2 separate regions of the Mus musculus genome follow, and region 1 is linked to region 2. The links are chromatin contacts, called in public HiChIP or PLAC-seq maps. All regions are on one chromosome and are shown on one strand. Each heading gives the region's core, a stretch centred on a gene start, on an enhancer-like site or on the middle of the called end of the contact. The rest is flanking DNA. Distances are from core to core; before and after follow the strand shown. Region 1 has its middle 7.6 kb from the start of Timp2. Region 2 holds the start of Birc5 (baculoviral IAP repeat-containing 5).

Region 1 (5,303 bases), core at 1,033-3,532, 510 kb before region 2:
CACACACACATTTTTTTTTCCAAAGGGAACTATGATATCTGGTATTTACTACAAAAGAACTTCCAATGGATAGACAACAGGGCAACCAGACTGGCTAATGTGATACTTGGCAGCCATTATCTTAGAAATGAACCCTCGGTGTCTCCTACGGTCTGGTCATGGGTGAGCCAAGGTCAGTGGCTCAAGTGATGACAGTGAGCCGGGCTTCACCACTGCCTGCTGCCAGCTGAACCCCCACCCAGGTTCAGGTTCAACAGGAACCCTCAGCTCTGAGTAATGAATACGCCTGCCTCTCCGAGGGAACATGTGTTTCCAATCTTTCTGCTCAGCAGTGAGTCACCACCAACAGCTGCTGCAGGCTCCCCGCACCAAAGCTCATCTCAGACCCTGCTGACCGCTGGCTCCACCCCACTCCCCTCCTCACAGCCAGCCTGGCTCCTGGGCCCTGGCCTTACACATCCAGCACACTGGCTCTCCAAGTGTGCCTACCCAGCTATCTGGAGGACTCTGCCTCCAACCCCTGAACCATTATTTCTCCCAGGCAGCAGCCTTCACCCCTCACTTGGGCCCCTACAAGGCTCTAGGCAACACCATTGGATGGAGCCTGTTATACTCTGTATTTCCTGTGTGTGTGTAGGCCAGAGGTCAACATTGGGATGTCTTTTTCAAGACTCTCCCCCTTATTTTTTTGAGGCAGAGTCTCTCGCTGAACCTGGAGCTATTGGTTCGGGTAGACTGGCTGGCCACACAACCCCAGAGATAAAGCCTGACTCTGCCTCCCCAGTACAAGGCTTGCAGGCACAGCCACCACGCTCTGCTCTTACATAGGATCAAATTCACTTTACCTACTGAGCCATCTTCAAAGCCCATGCCTTTTATTTCCTACTGAGCGGTGGTCTGTGCCACACAAGAGGACAGAGATCCTGCTTATCTGTAGCCCCAGCTTCAGAACAGCCTTGGCACATGGCTTGTGTGCCCAAGAAATACTTTTGAGCAAATGAACTACAACCTTAAGAGACATTCACCCAGAGGCTGGCCTGGTGGTACATACTTGTAACCCCAGTGCTCTGGAGGCAGCTGGATCTCTGTGAGTTCATGGCCAGTCTGGTTTGCAAAGTCAGTTCCAAGCCAGCCAGGGACCCTGTCTCAACAAAACAAAGTAAAAGAAATATTCAGTGGATTGGGAGGATAGACCTGTGAACAAGTCAGCTGTGAGACAAGCCACAGCAGTCTAAAATAAGGCCACTGTGGTAGGTCACTGGGCACAGTCCTTTTTTATCCCTCATCAAGCCACTCTCTGTCACCATGCCATCCCAGGTCTGGGACTGGGACAGTCTCTATCGTGTTCAGATGGCCAGGATTTTAGGTGGAAGAGTGTGAGGGCTGAGCGGGCTCCACGGGGAAGAGATATTTAATGGGGCCACCAAGAATGACTAGAGGGACATGTCCCAGACATTCCCTGCTTTCCCACAGCACCAAAATTATAGCACAAATGACCAGGTGCTAAGGCAGAGCCCACAGCATCCTCCTGCCTCTGCAGGGACCCCAGCAGGGATTCTGTGCTGGAAGCCGTGGTCACCCTGAGTTTCCCTGACTTTACCTGTGAGCACAGTGGCACAGCTCTGCAGCCAGGAGAAGCAGAGAAGGGGGCTGAGGAGGCAGGATGACTAGCTTTCACCTGTGTTCCCGGGTCACAGGACACCAGGACAGAACCAGATGACAGGGTCTGTCACAGGGCGCATTTCTACCCAGGAAGCTCCAGGCACAAATGGATACCACTGTCCTGAGTGGTTCCTCTTGCCTTTGATGCCGAACAGCCCTTTATAGCTGAGGGAGAGCTGAGCAGGCTGTAGCAAAGCAGAGAGATGCTGGATCTGCACTTCAGACAGCAGAGGAGATGCAGGACACCATGCCTCCCTTCCCAGGAAACCTCGCTCCCCCTCTTCTTCCTCATCGCTTTGCTAGGATGAGACCCACCCCAAGCCTGGTCCTTCTGCCCCTGGAGAGAATAGGGCTGACTTTGCATCTAGCCCTGTGTGCACTCCTGGCTGAGGGGTGGTGACACAGGGATGCTACAGCATCTCCAGAAAGAAGAAAGGGAAGGGAGGCTGGTCAGGAGCGCAGAAAGGAAAAGAGGACCTGGGAGATGCAAGGGGTGGGTTCTCTACACAGCCTTACCATGCTGTAGCACTCAGCGCTGCTGGCCTGCAGCTCACCACAGAGCCCAGCCTCCCTTCTGTTTGGATTAGGTAATGACATCATGGCCAAAGGCTGTCACTCCCCAACACCAAAGGAAGCAGAGGATGGTGGTGGTGGCGGGGGAAACCCGAGCCTCTTGAGCCTCCCATCCGGGACTAGAGAGACTAGCCAGACTAGCTGACTAGCGGGCCAGGGAACCTGAAACCACCACCCTCAGGCAACCCCTGCTGAGCTGGGCAGCAAGCTCTGGGGTCCCTCACCCCTCCCTGCCTGCTGAGGCTGCTTCCTGGGGAAAGGCAGAGCAGAGGGGCGAGGGTTCCCATCACAACCCGCTCCTCATGAGCAAAAGCACATGACCACATGCCCAGGGCCAAGAGGAAATAGCCTGGGCATGAGGAAATGAGAGCAGCCAGGGGCGTCCACTCCCTGCATCAGCTACATTCCTCAGTGCTTCACTGAACTGGTCTAGAGGGTCCCAGAGAGCCCAGGAGGGACAGGGTGGGGGGACCAGAGGAGGGATGGGGTTAAGGGAGGTGGAGGGGGTAGACAGGGGCCGGGGGCTGAAGGGGGGCCAGAGGAGGAGAAGGGGAAGCCAGAGACTTTTAAGAATCCAAAGCCACAGCAGCCTGCTCTCCAAACCCCTCTCTTTTCTGGGAAAAGGGCAGAGATCCCTGGCTTTGCCTCCTTCTTAGGATGGAAGCCCCAAGGAAGAGAGAGGAGGGACCTGGCCCCTGCAGAGTCCCTCCCTGTGACACCAGCCTGTGCACAGGCTGAAGCTGGGCGGTCACTGTCAAGTCAGCCTTCCTCTGGGATGCTGGCCCATCCAGCATAGTTCAGATGTGGCAATTCTTTGGGGCCAAGCATCACAAGGCTTCCTGTTCCCCACCAGGACACCCTCCCTCTCTCTACCCACCCCTTCCTCTCTCCATCCATCCCTCCTCCCTTCCAGTCTGAAGTCCCCCTACCAACATGGGTGGGGGCAGGACTGTCACTATGATATGAAGTTATGCCTTACACAAGGCTGCCTGCAGGTTGGCTATGGAATGCTGTGTTCACAGGCTTATGGGATGCACACCTGGGAAAGGGGAGCCATATTGTGGGAGATGCCAAGCCCCCCTCTCTTTAAAGATGAATGGGACAGGATAACAGGAAAGCCAAAGTGAAAGGAGCGGCGGGCCAAGCAAACATCACCTAAAAGCGGGTACTTGATGAGCTATGGCCAAGGCCTTCCCACTGCCATAGAGGGAAGAGTTCTAAAGCTGGGGGAGGGGTGTCCTGTCACTGACAACCTGCACCCTCGCCTGATCCCACCCACCCCCAGCTCCTGATACCCAGATGCCTCGGATGCCTCAGTGAGCATCCTTTCGGATTAGAGGCATTCAGTGTCACACACAGAGACGACAGGAACCTACCTTACCAGGCCTGGCTCTGTAAGTTAATCATATCTCCTATCTTCCCTGTGTCCCTGACCAGGGTGGATAGTGTGGAACAGGACTCCCACCTGGGCCTCCAGGTCCCTGGTTCGTTCCTAAGCGGAGTGTTACTTGCTCGTCAGAGCAGAAGCCGCTCTCCAACATTCTGTTGCTTGCTTTACTCAGAGCCAAAAATCTGTAGCCATTTCTTCCTCTGAATCCACTAGTCAATCAGTCAGTCCGTCGATCAAATTTACCATCTATGAGTTCCAGCATGCACACGGGACAGTATTTGTGTGAGGGCCAGAAGTTCTCAGCCTCTATCCTAAGGAAGCTGAGTCTCCTCTCGTCAATGCTGCTCTGCTGTGTACCTGAAGCCCCACCAACGGGCCAAGATTTAGAAGCCAGGCTCTAAATGAAAGGTGTGGATTAAGAAATGAAACTTCTGGGCTGGCAAGATGGCTCAGAGGGTAAGAGCACTGACTGTTCTTCCAAAGATCCTTGAGTTCAAATCCCAGCAACCACATGGTGGCTCACAACCACTCATGAGAACTGAGCTCCTCTTCTGGTACCTCTGAAGTCAGTTACAGTGTACTTATCTATAATAATAAATAAATCTTTTTTTAAAAAAAGAAATGAAACTTCTATGGAAATGCTTTCTTAGTGTGTCCACTGTCAAGCTGTGGCAGGGCTGAGCCCAGTTTGCATGTCCAGGCTCTGCTAACTCACCATCTTGTCAGCCATGGAATGTCCTGAGTAAACAGTAGGGCCAGAAGGACGGACCCCACCTACCTGATGTAGCCAAGACTCTGATGCCCATTTGGGTGGGGAGGCTCATCACGGTGCTGATTGGAATCCCAGGTCATGCTAGTACAGTCTCCTCCCAGAGATGCTTAAACCCAGGCCCACCTCCCCATAGCCTCCGGCTTCCAGCTCCCTTGAGTCCTACCCGAAACCCCTCCCCCACAACCGCCTCTAGAGCTTCCTGTTGTTGGCTCAGGTCTACCTCCTTGGCACGTGTGGCCAGTTTTGATGCCCATGTCTGAGAAGAGCGTCTGGCTCTCCAGGAACCTGCCGGAAAGAGTGGGGGGTGGGGGTGGGGCTTCTGATCTGTTCAAGCTGTTGCTGAGAACGCTCCACGTTCTGGGGGAGATGGGGCAAGCAGGGTGGGTCTGGAGATGGTAGAGCTTCCCCTAGGCACACTCATCCTGAGTACTCGGATGCCTGTTTCACCCAAAGACACCCTGCTTCAGTTTCCCAGGAAGAAGCATGAGGGAGGTACCCTGGCCACTTCCTCCTGGCCCGGACAGTGTTTACTGGGTCTACCCAGCATGTTTGCTGGGTGTGCTCAGATGTGGGAGGGATAGGCACACAGCTCTGCATGGCTCCAGGCCCCAGCTCTGGGCTGGGAGTCTCTTCCAAGTGTGATAGCTGCAAGCATGGATCCGCCAGCCTGGAAGACCTCTCCACAGACCTCCCGCTCGTTGACGTGGAAGCACTGTCACCTCCCATCTGTCGGGAGAGTACCCAAGACTCTACCTAGGGGTGTAGCTCATTTGCTAGTGTTTGCCTAGCAATTACCATGTTCCAGAGATGCATAAATGGGGAGGGGTGGGAGGTACCTGAATCCTGACACTCAGGAAAGGACCAGGAGTTCAAGGCCACCTTCTGAGACTAGCCTGGAAACCAGAC
Region 2 (5,240 bases), core at 1,847-4,346:
CGAACTCAGGACCTTCGGAAGAGCAGTCAGCACTCCCACCCACTGAGCCATCTCACCAGCCCCCGTCTTCCCCATTCTTTTCTCTTTTTTTTCTGTTTTTTCGAGACAGGGTTTCTCTGTGTAGCCCTGGCTGTCCTGGAACTCACTCTGTAGACCAGGCTGGCCTTGAACTCAGAAATCCGCCTGTTTCTGCCTCCCAAGTGCTGGGATTAAAGACCTGCGCCACCAGAGACACCGCCTTACCCTGTGGTGGTTTTAATGAAAGTGGCCCCATTAGCTAATAGGGAGTGGCACCACTAAGAGCTGTGGCCTTGTTGGATGAAGTGTGTCACTAGAGACAGGCTTTAATGTTTCAGAAGCTTAAGCCAGGCCCAGTGTCACTCTCTCTTCCTGCTGATATAGCTGTAGAACCCTTAGCTACCTCTCCACCACCATGATGATAATGGACTAAACCTCTAGACTGTAAGCCAGCCTCAGTTAGTTAGATGCTTTCCTTTATAGTGGCCATGGCGTCTCTTTACAACAGAAACCCTAAGACCAGGCAGTGGTGGTGACTGCCCCTAATTCCAACACTCAGGAGGCAGAGTTCAAGTTAGCCTGGTCTACAAAGTTCCAGGATAGCCAGAGCTACATAGAAAAGAAAAACAAAAACACACACAAACACACACACACACACACACACAAACAAACAAAAACCCAGTCTCAAAAACAAAACAAAAAAACCCACAAATAACAAACCAATAAAATAAATAAAAACAAACAAAAGAAATCCTAAGACATACCCAACATAAACATTTTTTTAAAATAAAATTCACTAAGCTTGTCAGCTTGAGTCCCATCCTAGGACTCTCATAGTAGAAAGACAGAAGAGACAGACAGATCCAATGTCTATAAATTGTCCCTCAACCTTCGCATGTATATTATACATACATGTACATATGCATACACACACACACACACAAGATTGTTTGAATTCCTCCAAAGACCTGCTAGAAATCATTCCACTTTACAGGAATGTTCATAAAGCTTTAGCACACGTCTACTCAGGGAACTCCGCTAACTCACACACGCCCGTGAGAGGACTTGTCCTGCATATGGTACGTCACAGCATTCAATGCAGGACTGCAGTTAGAACACAGCTTGTAAGCTCTAAAGACAGACAACATTAAGTCTTTTTTTTTTCTTTTTAAATTTTGCTTTGCATGTATGAGTGCTCTGTGTAGATGTGTCCCATGTGTGCTGAGTGTCCTCAGAAGCAAGAAGGGGGCCTCAGATCCTCCGGGACTGGAGTTGTAATTGATTGTGAGCCACCAGGTGGGTGCTGGGAACCAAACCTGGGTCTTCTGTAAAAGCAACAAGTGGTCTTAACCTCTGAGCCAGCTCTCAGCCTTTTTTTTTTTTTTAATTTTTTTTTTTTTTTTAGATTTTTAAAAAGACCTTAAAAAGTCACTAAGCTACTGATTTTTGCAGTAGATGGATTATATTTCAATAGACCTGTTTTTAATGAATCATAGTCCAGGATTATAAATTATTTCTCTGCTGGTTAAATGAACCAATTCAAGCCAGATTAGATGTTATGAAATGCAGGTTTATTGGAAAGCTGCTCCCAGGTGAATTCACTGGGCTCAAGGACTGAGGCCAGGGGAGTCACCATGGGAAGGTGAGAGAAAGAACACATGTAGAGAGAGAAGAAGAGAAGTCCAAAATGCCTGGATTATATAGGGTGGAGCCTCTGGGGGGAAGGGCTGCCCAGTTCCTGGGCTGGAAGTTCAGAGTTGGGGGCAAAGTATGCCAGGGAGGGAGTGAGGGATGCTGGGAGAGCCTGGAGTCCAGGTCTGCTTTGATATGTAGAATAAGCACCTCAGTTCCTACTCCTGGGGTCTGAAACCAAACAGGGGCCACTGAAATGGCCCAGGTGAGGATGCTTGCTGCCAAACCTGCTCACCTGAGCTCAATTCCAGGGACCAACACAATAAGAGAGAAGTTATCCCCCCAAGCTGTCTTGACACCAACATCCACCATGACACCCACATCCAAACATACACAAATAGAAATATAAATTAAGTAATAATAACATATTTAAAAATTTGGTTGGGCAGTGGTGCTGCACGCCTTTAATCCCAGCACTTGGGAGGCAGAGGCAGGCGGATTTCTGAGTTCGAGGCCAGCCTGGTCTACAGAGTGAGTTCCAGGACAGCCAAGGCTGCACAGACAAACCCTGTTTTAAAACAAAAACAAAACACAACAAAAAAACCTCAGGCAAAACCATGCATGTTGGCAACACTCAGGAAACCAAGGCAGAAATTGAGAATTCAAGACTAGTCTGAGCTGTATAACTGGAACACTTGAGCAAGAAGCATGCTCTTCTACTAAATACAAATGGTTTGTCCCAACTCCAGTTCAACCCAAAAGGCTCTCAATGGAAGGGGAACACCAGGAAACCCACCGAGAGTAGCCTGTGGGACTTACATCGGGTTGTCATCGGGTTCCCAGCCTTCCAATTCCTTAAAGCAGAAAAAACACTGGGCCAAATCAGGCTCGTTCTCGGTAGGGCAGTGGATGAAGCCAGCCTCCGCCATCTGAAAATGACAGCTCGTGAGCGGGATCAACAGTCTGACCTTATCCCATGATTCCCAGAGATCGTTCCGGGCCGAGAACTGAGGACAGTGGGAAGAGGCCCGGAGGCTAACAGTGGTTCAGGCAGAGGGTGGGGAGAGCGGGGGGGGGGGGTGGCCTCGTGGAGGACAGAGCAGAGCAAAGCAGCCTGGCTAACAGTACGAAGCGAGGGTGGGGATAGCGGGTTCTGATCCCGGGTCACACAACTAAGGCACCGTCGGGCCCAGGGTGGAGTCGCTGGAAGCTGGGACTCACTCGCTCTGGGGTGCAGGCGCAGTCCTCCAGGAAGGGCCAGTTCTTGAAGGTGGCGATGCGGTAGTTCTTGAGGTACAGCTGCCAGATCTGGGGCAGCGCCGGAGCTCCCATGATGGCGTCACCACAACCTCCGCCAAGACGACTCAAACGCAGGATTCAAATCGCGCGGGCGGAGGCGCGCCGCAGAGCATGCCGGGAGAGCCCCGGCCCCACGCCCTCGCCCGCTGCCTTCTGGGAGTGGACGGCGCGAGGCGAGCCGGGAAAGTCCCGCCCCACGCCCATCTGCGCCTGGCCTTGTGGGCGTGGCGGGCGCAGGGCATGCTGGGAGTTGTACCTTCTGCTGCGGTTCCTTCTTGCTATTCTGACTCGAATCTTCCGCAGCTGCTCCCCAGAGGACACGGAGGGTGGCCGAGGGCGGTGGACGGGCCTGGGGCACCTCTTTAAAGCATGTCCGCTGCAAGTCCCATGTGCTCTGCAGGTTCTTCCTGCCTCAAGGTTTGCAGGATTTGGCCAGCTAGATATCGGAATGGAAGTGCCTCGGACCCACCCACAGGCTGGTGGAGGGGCGCCCTTAGGAAGACAGGAGACCCTCCTCCCTGCAGCAGCCGCCATCCTTCCTATAGACACCCTGGGATGGAGGCGGGGTCTGTATGTCCCAGCGCTGGAAAAGAAAGTCAATGGGTGTCTATTTCTGAGACCATCGGCCTGGCTCAGACCAAAGGGAAGCAGCCATACACCGCAAGAGAGTCCAGGAGCAGAAGAAAAATACTGCTTCCTGGGTGTGACTGTTGGCTGCTGAGCCTGCCTTGCTGCGGGCCCGTTTTCAGTGTCTCTGTTCCTGTCGGGCGGCCTGTGGTTGCAGTGGCTTCTAAAGAGCTTCACACTGCAGACAGCAGGCTGGGCATGCCCCGAACACAGCCCAGGTTGGCGTTGCAAACGAGTGCCCTGATAATTCGGTTTCCTTTTCAATAAATCTCAGTAGGCTTCCTGCCAGTGGGCCTCCAATGAGCTCCAGGCCACCTCACAGATTGTGAGGAAGAACAGATCATACCACATAGGCAGCTGGAACAAGAGGGGTTTTGTCACGTCCCGAAGAAACATGGATCAAGTATCAATTCCTGTGGCTCCCCCCAGCTCTTCTCACCCTGCCCCTATCCTAAACCTCACCAGTCCAGCGTTTGAGCTTCTCTTCCCTGTATAGACCAGCCATTTCTACAGCTTGCTCCCTTGGTCTGAAACTTTCCACTTCTCTCTTGGTCCTCTTCCCTCTCTCATCTCTTCCTCTCCTCTCTCATGGCCCGGTTCAGATAGGACTCTTCCCTGTAGTGAGAATTTGAGTTTCTCTAAAAGCCCAGTTATGTTTTATGAATGTGTTTTTGTTTTAATCCCAGGTGTGGAGTAAGAGGTGGCTTCCCAGCAAATAATTAGGGTTTGCCTTGCGCAAGGGTGTGATTTTTGCCAACTTCAGGAGAGCGTTTATTGTTTGGAATTCTGGGAAGTCTTTAGAGGGTATAAATGCCTTGAGCCCTGAGAGAGACAGGGGTGCTCTGAAGAGGCTGCTCCTCCCCCTGCTGTTCCCCGTGCTCCCACTGCTTGCTGCTGCTCCTGCTCCCCGACCCTGCTGCTGCTCCACCTGCTGCTCCTGGTTACTGTTGTTGCAGTTTGTCAAATATTCATAAGCAGAGACAAGAAGTTGGATATTCTAATGATGAAGAAGACTGGACAGGCCCCAAGGAGCCCAGTATCCCAAATCAACAGGAAGTAGCCTAAAGAGGTCTACGCCCCTTCCCCTCTAACCTCCTTTCTTTCCTAGCATTGGGAGGTTGGAAGGGAAGCAGAAGTGTGGTAGCGCAAAAACCAAGCAACACTCCCTAGTGCTACAATAATAGGTCGTCGTTACCGTGCCCAACTGGAGTCAAAAACAAAAGGAAAAAACCCTAGTCAGGGTCTAGTGTGGCCCAGGCTAGCCTTGAATTCATAAAACAACTTCTGATCCTCCTGCCTTCATCTCCCAAATGCTGGGATTATAGGCACACACCACCATGCCTGATTTAAACACAGGGCCTCATGCATGCTAGGTCAGCACTCTGCCAAAGAGCTATCGTTCCAGCCCAGCTCAAAAGTGTGTACTTGTATGTGGGATTTGTTTCGGGGTGGGGGGGTGGGTGTATGTACATATATGTAAGTGCACACACTTCTAAACATGCATGTGGAGTCCAGAGTACATTGGGTGTTAGACTCTAACACTCTCTACCCTATTCCCTTGAGACACAGTTTCTCACTGGCTACCAGAAACTCCACTGGTCCTCCTGCCTCTGCCCCTCACAGTGCTGGGTTTACAGATACACAGTGGCCATGCCTGGCCTTTA

Evidence for each region. HiChIP or PLAC-seq counts read pairs in DNA pulled down with a chosen protein or histone mark.
Region 1: an H3K27ac HiChIP or PLAC-seq map of extraembryonic endoderm stem cells shows a contact between it and region 2. The contact joins the enhancer-like site here to the promoter of Birc5 in region 2. A contact is called at or near these places in 2 of 39 promoter capture datasets (embryonic stem cells and neutrophils), 1 of 484 Hi-C or Micro-C datasets (embryonic stem cells), 6 of 115 datasets of contacts at active chromatin or transcription factors (bone marrow-derived macrophages, extraembryonic endoderm stem cells, large pre-B cells and 3 more) and 1 of 9 other capture datasets (embryonic stem cells).

The regions. Positions count from the first base shown.
Region 1 is chr11:118,360,365-118,365,667 of GRCm38.p6, reverse strand. No RefSeq gene overlaps it. Among named protein-coding and RNA genes, the nearest start is that of Timp2, 7.6 kb to the right of the region's middle. Within about 2 kb of position 2,282, at least 259 of the 459 cell types and tissues checked have an H3K27ac peak or open chromatin away from gene starts, as enhancers often do. A contact at or near this core is called in bone marrow-derived macrophages, extraembryonic endoderm stem cells, microglia and 2 more, where this site is marked.
Region 2 is chr11:117,847,093-117,852,332 of GRCm38.p6, reverse strand. Birc5 (baculoviral IAP repeat-containing 5) reads right to left here and starts at 3,096. Exons shown (of 4, transcript NM_009689.2): 1 at 2,872-3,096; 2 at 2,470-2,579. The coding sequence starts at 2,982.